Linked DNA regions of Sus scrofa: region 1 is linked to region 2. A link is a contact called in public Hi-C data. All regions are on one chromosome and are shown on one strand. Each heading gives the region's core, a stretch centred on a gene start, on an enhancer-like site or on the middle of the called end of the contact. The rest is flanking DNA. Distances are from core to core; before and after follow the strand shown.

Evidence for each region. Hi-C and Micro-C count contacts between places; a contact is called where the count stands out from the background.
Region 1: a Hi-C map of liver shows a contact between it and region 2, with 2.3 times the contacts expected there. The contact joins the promoter of SH2D4B here to the promoter of FAM213A in region 2. A contact is called at or near these places in 2 of 5 promoter capture datasets (fetal skeletal muscle and skeletal muscle) and 3 of 47 Hi-C or Micro-C datasets (heart right ventricle, liver and undifferentiated spermatogonia).

What each region holds. Positions count from the first base shown.
Region 1 is chr14:82,376,284-82,381,947 of Sscrofa11.1, reverse strand. It overlaps SH2D4B (SH2 domain-containing protein 4B), which reads right to left and starts at 3,894. Exons shown (of 8, transcript XM_005671149.3): 1 at 1,653-3,894. The coding sequence starts at 1,836.
Region 2 is chr14:82,245,875-82,251,168 of Sscrofa11.1, reverse strand. It overlaps FAM213A (family with sequence similarity 213 member A), which reads right to left and starts at 1,691. Exons shown (of 6, transcript NM_001244375.1): 1 at 1,516-1,691. LOC106506062 (a long non-coding RNA gene) reads left to right here and starts at 1,820. Exons shown (of 3, transcript XR_001301043.2): 1 at 1,820-2,038.

The DNA.
Region 1 (5,664 bases), core at 2,645-5,144, 130 kb before region 2:
TCTCCATTTTTTATAAATCAGAAAATTAATTATCTGGAAAAGAGAAAAGAGTCTTCCACACCAGAAACCCAAATGAGTTTAATATATAATTTATATACGAAAATGTAGATGTCAATGCGTGACAAACCGCCGTAAAAATATTTTTGCAGTTAAAGTTTGAGGCATCTGTCTTCCTTCCAGAAGAGCCATGGGAGAGACACCCTGAGGCCCCAGGGCTCAGGCCGGTGGGGCAGGAAAGGCAGTTTGTCTTTTTCTCCAGTAGTGATGCAGCTGCCAGTGCAGCCCCAGCCTTGGCACCAACCACACAGCCAAGTCATGGCTCTACCCCCAGGAGTCCCGCTGGGTTTTGTTCAAAATGGGGATTTCACGCTCTGTGCCAGCTCTATGCCAGACCCAAGGATGGAAGACAGAATGGAGGATGGGCTCTCACTCCAGTGGCTCTGAGTCCCCTGGGAGAGCCAGGCAAGCAGACGATGGATGATACTGAGAGTGTAGCAAGCACTAGGGCAGGGATGGGTCCTACACACCAAGGAGCCACGGAGGAGCAAGTACTTCCCAGTGCCAGGAGCATCCCAAGAAACGGCAAGAGGCAGCGCTTAGAGCTAAAGGAGTTCATCAGGAGGATGAAGGCAGAAGAACTAAACTACACGTATAAAGACAGAGGCTAGAGCAAGACATCCAGATGGGTGCGGGTGTGGCCTGTGACATGGGGCAGGGACCAACAGTAAGCCTGGAGTTGAGAGAGGAGCTGGGTCACCAAGGGAGTCTGTATGTCAGCCCAGAATCAGGACTTTGTCCTGGACTGAAAACTTAAAAACAGATCAAGTCTACACATGACTCTAGGGAACAGCATGGAAGCCAAGAGGAAGGTTGTGGGGAGAGAACAAGAGCGAAGATGAACGGGCTTTGCAAACTGTAAAGGACAGCAGCCACATAAAATGTCCTCCCCAGAAGGATCTTGAGGTCCTGCACCAAGCTCAGCAGCTTGACTGCTCCAGGTGCACTTTCACTCACAGGTGCCCCAGTCCATGGTCCTGACTGGCACATCACTGCATAGTAACGCCCTGAAACATAGGTTGACACCTTGCTTCTTGTCTGTGATTGCTACTGTCACTGGGGTTGATCACTCTTAGTGCAGAACATTCCCTGACCCCCTCTCTCCAAATGCCCAACAGGGATCCAGCACAACCCAAAGCATCCTCTCTCAAGAGGACAGGTACAAGGAGCATAGGGCACCATGCTGGCCTGACTGAGAAGAGCTGTGCCCCCCACACACAAGGGAGGCAGGAGCTGCATGTCTTTGCTGCACCCTGGCCCTCTGACCAGAACCACTGGTGAGGGTCAAGAACATGGCCTCTCCCATACCAGGCAGTCACCCACAATCTGAAATCTCAATGATGTCTTCCCTCCCACAACACGACAAAGCAAGTCCCCATGCCCCAATGTCACTGGGCTCCCCAGGCAGCCCCCTCTGCAGCCTTGGAGCCCTACAGACCTGGTCAGACCAGGCTAAAGGGACAAGATGCTCAGAGAACAAAGGGTGCAGGCCCCGGCCCTCATCCCACCAGTGCCCATTTTAAAGAAGAACACAGTATGACATTAACAACTTTTCCACCTCCTGGGAAGCCAGGGCTCAGTCCTTTGCCACATACCTCGCTTGGCCTTGGGGGGGCGAAGACCTTCAACCTCTGCCAGGGCTTCCCAAGCCTCGCGCTCCCTCCAGCGTCTCAGCTGCTCCTCTCGCATTTTGTAGAAAAGGATGTGCTTCTGCACATCACTGAGCTCGGCAAGCAGCTCAGGGTCGATGTACATATCATGCAGGATCTGCTGCAGCATCACGCCACTTGGGAGGCACACACCAGGTGGGACACCCCAGGCCACTCCTCACCCCAGCTCCTCATGCCAGGGCCACTCCCAGAGCCCCTTCTCCACACAGCAGCATCACTACTTCAGCTCCCAGCCAGCAGTGAACTCATCTCTTCCACCCAGGACAGAAGAGGGACCAGGAAGCAGAAGCAGCTGGGATCTGCAACAGGGATCCGGCACTGAGCACAGTCTAGTCCTTCTGTTGGGTCACCAATCATCACATCCCAGCAGAGCCTGTGTCTTGACCTCCCTTGGGCTCTGGGACAATGGGAGGGCCAAAGCCTCCAGCTCCACAAGGCAATGCCCAGGTTCAGCCTTGCCCGGCAGGTGTCAAGTGATCTGTTAGTGGAAGGTAACGATGACACCAGCTGTATCGATGACACTGCCCCGGCCAACTGGGAACTGATCTCTCCTCTGCAGGTAAGAGGAGGAGGAGGCAGCTTTGCTTATTAATTCCACCCCTTGTGAGCCAACGTCAAACAGCCAGGAGCTTCCAAGCTGCTTGGCCTCACACTCTACCTGCTCCATCATTGCCAAACTTCCTCTTTTCCAGGACCTTGGGCTATTGCAGTAATGCTTCTATACTTGCCTTGGAGGAGAAAAGAGCTTTCCTGCTCTCTGTGTTATAGCCAAGGAAGAAAACAAAATGGAATCAGTAGGGACAGTAAAGGGGCTTGATCATGAAATTCAAGGACACGAAGGAAGCAGGCATCCTCTCCCTCTTCCCTATGATGAGGTTCTAAAGCTGCGCTGGCAGATGAACCCTCCATTTGGGGTCAGTCTTGGTTATCAGAAGTATCCGGAGAGCACCTCAAACAACAAAGGCAAGTGTGTCTACTCTGTCCCCTCCATGCCCTGAACGTGAAGCACCCTGGACAGAGTGGGGTGGTGCTTTCTGCTCGGAAGGAACCCACATCTCTTTGGCCATGTGGATGGGTAGGTGCTACTCATGCTGAGACCCAAAGCCTGCTCTAACAGGTGCTCAGAGCTACTCCCAGCTGCCCTCCTGCTCAGACAAGGAAACTGGGGTTCAGAGAAGGTAAGTGACTTGCTAATGGATACCCGGTCCACTGCCACCCTGCAACTCCATCCAATTTTCAAATATTATGACTCTTTTGATGGCTTGTAGCCATACCAGGAGAAAAGAAACAAACTGTGGCCTGGCTGGGCTGGTGACCTTCATGTCCCCTTCCCTCCCCACAAGGACTAAAGGTGGATCAAGCACCCAGGAGTGATGGAACCAAGGTGTGAATGGCCCCCTTCTCCCTCTTCAAGGTTGACGCAAGACAGTAAGGATTAAGCGGGTCCAGTGACCTTTAAGCCCATGGGGTCAAAAAGCAGTGCGGAGGACCAGGCTGTCCCTCCCCCAGGTCTGACTGGCTTGTCCCCATGTGACCCAGACCTTAGAGCCTCCACGCAGAGACCCCCACCTGCCCTCTTCTCTCTCCTCCCCACCCCAGACCTTTCAGCAACTCCCGCCACTCAGCATCCTGGTTCCCTCAGTTTCCTTGACCCGGACTGTGGGAACCTCCTCCTGCCCTCCCTCCGGGAAGGGCTATCTTTCTGGCCCTGATACTAGGTGGGAGCTCAGCGTCCAGAGAGGAGACAAGGAGGGGAAGGCACGAAGGGTTCTAGCCTCCCGCTGGCAGCTTCTCCCTTTGAGTTCCACAGATGCAACAAAAAGAGGGCGGAGAGAGCACAATACGGAGCCGCGGGGATAGGCAGTGAAGACGAGTCCTCTGGTTGAGCAGTGATGGTGTCATCCAGAGAGGGCGGGTGGCGGCCGGATGGGAACGACTCCACTAACGCCCGGGTTTGTGCCGCGGCGGGCGGAGAGCTCCTGGGCAATCCCAGGTCAGGGGGGCAGAGAGGCTGAACGCCGAGCGTAGCCGGCGCGCGGGCGGAATCCAATTTCCGGGAAGAAGCGCTCGGGCTGGCGCTTCTGGGAGCTGCCCCGCCCCGCCCGGCGCCACCTCTGGCCTGGCGTCTGCGGGGCCTTCTCTCTCCTGGGACAGAGGAGGTCACTCAGCCTGGCATGGGGCGCCCCCTGGCGGCCAATGGTAGGCGGAACTCCTGCAAGTGGGCGATCAGGGCTCAGGGAGCCGCGCAGTAGCCACGCGAGCCTGGACTCGCGGAGATCGGGTGCAGGAGGACCCGTTCCCTCCCCCGAGGCCATGCGGCGGGGACACGACGGCCCTCCAGGGCCCTGACCCCGGGGCAGGGGCACGCAGAGAAAAGGAGCCCGCAGAGGTTCCGGTTAAGGCAGCGCTTGGCTACTGCAGATGAGGCGAGTAAGCTGGCGGTGTTTTCGGACATGGTTTTCTGCCACCATCCAACTGGTTTTATTTTGCTTTCATTTTTCACATTAGCCTATGTGCTATGTTTAACTTTGCATGCTAACACAGTTCCTTCTGGGGGCAGAGGTATGTGCTGGCGATGTTATTACGCAAGTGACTGGAAACCACCTGAATGTCCCTGCCGGGGAGGGGCACACGGTGAGGAACAGTAACGCATGTCGCAGAGAATATGGAGTCCATCTGTCTTCTTGACCAGGGAAAATGTCCATGGCAGAAAAATGAAGAGGTGACATGCAGAATTTTGGGCACAGTGTAATCCGTTCTTTAAATTCTATGTTGGATTATTTTTGTATAGACAAAGGAAAACATAATGTGGAAAACAAACACATGGTTTGTTGCTTTCTTCTTGGAAGAGGGAGGGAGCCCACTTTAGACAATTCTGTATTGCTTCTACAATGGGTAAGATATATATAATTCATATGACAGAAATTAAATGTATTTCAGAAGCTCTGAAATGTGACCCCCAAAAATTGGCTTCTGGAAGTCAGTGCTGGTGAAGCCAGGACCCACATGCACCGCCTTGTCCACACTGACACCTGCCCCCAGAGAGGGACATGCAGACAAAGCCAGGCCTCCCTTGGCATAGGCCAGCAGCTGCAGCTCCAATTCACCCCCTAGCCTGAGAACTTCCATGTGTCACAAGTGCTGCCCTAAAAAGAAATAAATTTTAAAAGGCCAGACCTCCCTAGTCAGGAAGGCTAGAATTTTGGCAGGGATAAACCATTCTTGTGGCCAGAGGTTACTAAACTGGAGAAGGGCTTGGAGGCATTTCTCAGAGACAGAGAACAGGAGGTTGAGGGACAAGCCAGCAGACTTTGGCCAAAATCTAGGAGAGAGGTGATAAGGACTGTACCGGCATTGCCAGTGGGGACCAAGAGGGCAGAACTGGGGGACATTTCTTGATCCCAGAGCCTTCTATCAATTATCTGCTTCCTCTAAAATTGTTTTAAAACTTAAATCATGTAATTCCTCTGCTGAAAACCCTGTAGTGGCTCCCATTTTACTCAAAGCCCAAGGCCCACAGTAATCTGCCTCCCTCCCACTCCTTCAGATAGCCCCTGGCACCACCACTCTCTTTCTTTTTTCTTTTTCTTTTCTTTTTTTTTTTTAAATGGCCATACCCACAGCCTGGACCAGAGATTGAACCTGGGCCACAAGTACAGCAATGCCAAATCCTTTAATCTACTGCACTGGGCCAGGGATAGAACCTGCACTGCCAAAGCAACCCAAGCCACTGCATTCGGATTCTTTTCTTTTCTTTTTTTTTTTTGTCTTTTCTTGGGCCACATCCGCAGCATATGGAGGTTACCAGGTGAGGGGTCCAATCAGAGCTACAGTTGCTGGCCTACACCTCAGCCACAGCCACATCTGATCCAAGCTGTGTTTTCGACCTACACCACAGCTCACGGCAGATGCTTAACCCACTAATCGAGGCCAAGGA
Region 2 (5,294 bases), core at 442-2,941:
AGCTGGCAGGAGAGCTGCCTTATTTCTGGGATACTGACAGAGCTTGGGGCATCGAGCGCCAGAATTCCAGTCCTCACCAAACTTTCCAAGCACCATTAAAATGACAGAAGCATATAAGACAAAATAAGAAATGTCTTCTTACCCCTCAGGAACCATGCAAAAAACCTCAACTTAATGTCATGCCCTTATAAAAAAAGGGCAATATGAAAGGGCCACACCAAAATTAACTCAAACCTAATGCAAATTCCTACAAGCTGTTAAGAATCTGAACAAGGCAAGTGTTTCTGCATTAGTAAAACAGGAATGCTTCCCAAATTACAAAACATAATCTTCTACAGAGTTATAGGAATCAAAGGATTAAATGTATAGGTGGTGCTTCGTAAGCTACCTTACAAAGAGTGACATAATGTGAGGTATAATTCTTGCTCACTTCTAGATTAGTCAATGATTGCCCCTAAAATGTTGTTTGTACACGAAATGATGGGTTTCTGATGACTGGGTATGTTCCAAGGAGTCTAGGTTTCTGGATCCCAATTCTCAGTCTCCAGAACAGGACTGAAGCGAGAATATCAGAGACTATACAGGCTGGCTCGTGGATAATGCTTTCCCAAATAAATCTGAAGTAAGTATTTTCTGTTTTTAGTCATCTGCCAAGCACAAAGAAAAAAAAAAAAAAAAAAAACTAGATTGAGAGCTAGTTTAGTTGGGCTAGAAAAGCCTGGTGTGGTAAGGAAAAGAGACCCAAAGTCAGCTGGGACTGAAACCCAGCTCGGCTTCTGCCCCTCCCCACAACCCCTGCCAGCCTGGTCCTTAACCATCTTCTTCAGCTCTGATCCCCGCAACAACCTTGAGGAGAGACTGTCCAGACCAATCACCGATGCCTTGTTCGACTTTTCATTCCCAGACTTCAGCACAATGTTTTACAGTTGGGCTCTTTTCAAAGTTGTCAGGGGTTTGAACCTTTGGGGGAAAGAGGCAAAACAGGTGCCTCTGAGACTATTAAAAAAGCAGGAAATCGCGGCCCCATAAAATACAGGACCCTATGCAAGCACAGGGCCCAGGATGACCTAGCTCTCGGTCTCCACCTGCACATCGCCGGCTGTACAGTTGGCCACCCCCAGGCAGCCCCCCAGGCCCATCCCAGGTTCGGCCCCGCAAGACGGACGCGCCAGGGCAGAGTCCCTTTCTCGGTTCTTTGACCAAACTACCCAGACGGGTCGTTGCCATCAGCCTCTCTCAAACCCCGGGGCCGCTGGGGGTTGGAAAGAGGGGGCGTTCTTGGCTAGACGATCAGTGCCGGCTCCCGGCTCCCGGTCTTCTGACCGCAAACACGGGGTTTTCCCAAGGAGCGCAGAGCGCTGGGGAGAGAGGGACGTCACTCACAGAGGCAAATAGGGTCCTGGATCCGGCCCTGCAGGTGCGCCTCCCGAAGGGCGGACCTAACCTGCCAGGTGTCCAGCCCACCCACGCGCGCCCATCAATCTCGATCGCCCCGCCCTGCCTCAGTTTCCTCACCTGCCTTCGCGGACGTCACGTGCCTCGCAGAGTCCTGAGCGCCTTACGTACCGCTGGAGTTTCCGTCCCTCCCGCCTCCTCTCGCAACACAGGACGCCGTGGGGGGTGGCGGACCAAACCTTCCCCAGGCCCAGGGGTCCCAGGGGTGGCCCCCGCGCCTGCGCAGGATCGCGCCTGCGCCGCCCCGCGCGCCTCCCTCACGTGATCAGCCCCGCCCCTCAGTGGCTCCGTGCCAGCGCCACTGTGGAGCTGTCGCCGGCTGCCAGCGCGCGTCCGACACTCTGCAGCACTGTGCTCTTTCTCAAAGCTCTAGCTCCGTTCAGTCCTTCGGGAGTGGTGACCCTAGACTCCTATCACTAGGAGCGCCTTCTGGAGCAAAAGGAGGCTCTACTTGGATCTGGAAGTCCTGTAGCTGAGGACAATCCCCATTTAGTCCTCAGCGAGTTTTTGAGCAGTTATTTTTGGACAGCTTGTTCTGTTTTTTGGCATGGGGAGGGGGAGTCTTTAGGACCGACGCATTCCGGTGAGTGTCCCTTAAATCTTTAGGAACAAATTCAGAATTTTGCCAGCATCTGACAGCATCCCGCAACCTCTTTCACCCGCAAAATGCTGGCTCTTTGGCAGAGGATGGTGAGTGGCGGCTGGACCACTGGTTCCTGGAATGTTGCCTGATTTCACAGATTGAGAAGTCAAGGTCTAGTTTGACCCACATTGTTCATCTACATATTTACTCGTGGTATGTTGAGTGTCCACACTGTTTTGTAAACGCAGGCGGTTGAAAGAACACCTTTTCGGAGACAGGAGGAATGATTCACAGTATCGCTGGTTCAACTGATCAGTCACAGGCAGTGTACAATGAAATAGCAAAGTTAGGCTGAGACACCCACTGATCAGAGGTGGCTCTCTGCCTGCAGTTGGCTCCCCTGAGTTCACCTGGCAACTGCCTACTGGTGTAAAAAGTCCAAAAGCTTTCTTGATTCACCCTTCTGACCTCCCATGCAGATTCCCGATTGCTTGTAAATTTATGGGTCAATAGAATCCATTCAAGAGATCACTACTTGGAGTTCCGTTGTGACACAGCTGGTTAAGGATCCCATGTCACAGTGGCTGGGATCCCTGCTGTGGTGAGGGTTCAATCCCTGGCCTGGGAATTCCCACATGCCACAGGCTCCACCAAAAACAAAACAAAAAAACCCCAAAGAGATTCATCAGTCCCTAACCAGCTTCTAAGTTCCTTTGCTTCATCTCTGGGACCCTGGTGCAGAAACTCTGCCTATGCCCACAAGTGCTAAACAGAAATTCAGAGACAAGAATTTTGGGTGAAGGAGAAAAAAATTGCTTTATTGCTTTGCCAGGCAAAGGAGGCCACAGCAGTCTAATACCCTAAAGAATGTGTCCTCCTTTGGGAGTGAATAGGAAGGGGTCTTAAAGTTTGGGAGTGGAAAATAGGGCCACAGATAAGGATCAGAGGAGATGCAAGCTTGTATTCTTCACAGCTGGTGTTTAGTGGCCCTGGAACTGATTCTGGTAGTCCTCCTCCTTTTTGGACTATAGAATGCTTCATCAAGTAGTTAACATCTTTCATTTGTTGGGGGTTTTAGTTCTGCAGAAGAACTCAAAGATAGTGTTATGCATATTCCTTGCCAGGACCCTGCCCTAAGGCTGCACTGTTGTTTCTGGACTGGTCTTTGAATCCTCTCCCTTCCCTGACTAGTAACTGTTTGAACTGAGGCCTATTCTTGCCTGGGAGCCCCATAGAGTCCTGCTCATTTGCTTTTTTTTTGGTCTTTTTATGGCTGCACTCACGGCATATGGAAGTTCCCAGGCCAGGGGTCAAATTGGAGCCGCAGCAGCTGGCCTACACTACAGCCACAGCAACGCCAGATCCTTAACACACAGAGTGAGGCCAGGGATCGAACCCGCCTCCTCACGGATACTAGTTGGGTTTGTAACCCACTCAGCCAAAACAGGAACTCCGGGGTCCTGCTTATTTTCAACCCCAGAGCCTGTTCCAAGGCCAGCTCGGAGGTGTACTTGGGAAGTGTTGTGAAAGAGAGGGTGTTTCTAGATTGGAGGTGAGAGCAATCATGCAGCCTTCTGGCAGGAGTAGGTATTTGATTTGAAGGCCTGAAACATTTGGCAGAATTTGATACAGTGTTGGTGTAGTCACAAGAGGACAGTTTACCACCAGAGGGCCTTTATCTGTCCTGCTTAATACCTTACCCTGTGAAGGGGGGAGGGGGAGAGAACTTATTCTGACTGTCCTGAAATAGGATATTTGGTCAACAGGGAGAAAGGGTGCAGGAAAGGCCACTTAGAATGGAACAGGAAGCCATTTCCCTTGGGTATGGGTCCCCAGAGACTGAATATTAATGACAGAACCATTCAGGGGTCATGAGTAGCAGAATCCTGGGGTGGGAGGTCCCTGAAGTTTCCACTGTGGTGTAATTACCAAATGCAAAAAGCCATGATTATATTTACACTTTTGTAGCATTCCAAAGCTCTGGACTTCAAAAGCCAGGCTAGATCTGATAGCTAATTAACACACTCCTCGCAGTCTCAATTTGAGAAGGCACAGGCTGAAGAATAAGTTACAGGCAAGTAGGCACAGGAAAACTTGCAAAACTCAAGGATTAGAAACAAAAATAAACCCACCAGTCTGCCAAGTTTTAAAGAGAAAAGTATTTTTGATGTTGCAAATCCAGGGAATAACTTAGATTTTGAATTTAAGGGGGTAGAAATTAAGGTTAACTAGGAGCTCTGTAACAACTTAGATAATTTAGCTATGTTACCCTCTCGAGGTCTGTCCCTCACAAATCCCCTGGGGCAGGCAGCAAACATTGTGAACAGGAGGCAAACTTGGTTAAAGACGTCCATTCTTTCAGTGGCGCAGCCACCTCTAGATTCAGCTAGCTTTGTCTGCAGTCATTACTGATCCAGGCCAGCAGCATAATGCGAGTTTTTAAGCCGATGGTCTTACAGTGTGTCTAGGCTCAGTAGGAACAGTTCTGGAAGCAGCTAACATCAACAAGAAAATAAAAAAATGGGTGCTTGACTTCACTGTCTCATTTCAGTGGATAAATAAAAGTCAAATCAAGATCTGGAAACAGGAGTTCCCATCGTGGCTCAATGGTTAACGAATCCTACTAGGAACCATGAGATTGTGGGTTCAATCCCTGGCCTCACTCAGTGGGTTAAGGATCTGGAATTGCTGTGAGCTGTGGTGAGGTCGCAGATGCGGCTTGGGTCCCAAGTTGCTGTGGCTGTGGCGTAGGCTAGTGGCTACAGCTCTGATTAGACCCCTAGCCTGGGAACCTCCATATGCCTCGGGTGAGGGCCTAGAAAAGACAAAAAAAGACAAAAAAAAAAAAAAAAAATCTGGAAATATGTACGAACCACAAAATCATGTGCCTAGATCAGCTCCAAATATCTTTCTACTTGCGAGTATCCCTGCATTCCACTCTTTCTCATTTTTCAAAATATGTAAATATTCTCTTGGAGTTCCTGTTGTGGTACAACGGAACTGAATCTGATTAGCATCCATGAGGACGAAGTTTCAATTCCTGGCCTCGCTCAGTGGGTTAAGGATCTGGCATTGCTGTGAGCTGTGGTGTAGGCTGGCAGCTACAGCTCCAATTTGACCCCTAGCCTGGGAACCTCCATATGCCGTGGGTGCAGCCCTAAAAAGCAAAAAAAAAAAAAAAAAAAAAAAAAAGTATGTAAAGTTTCTCTGCTTCCACAGTGTGCCTCACAGCAAAGCCTTTCTGGAGCCTTCCATA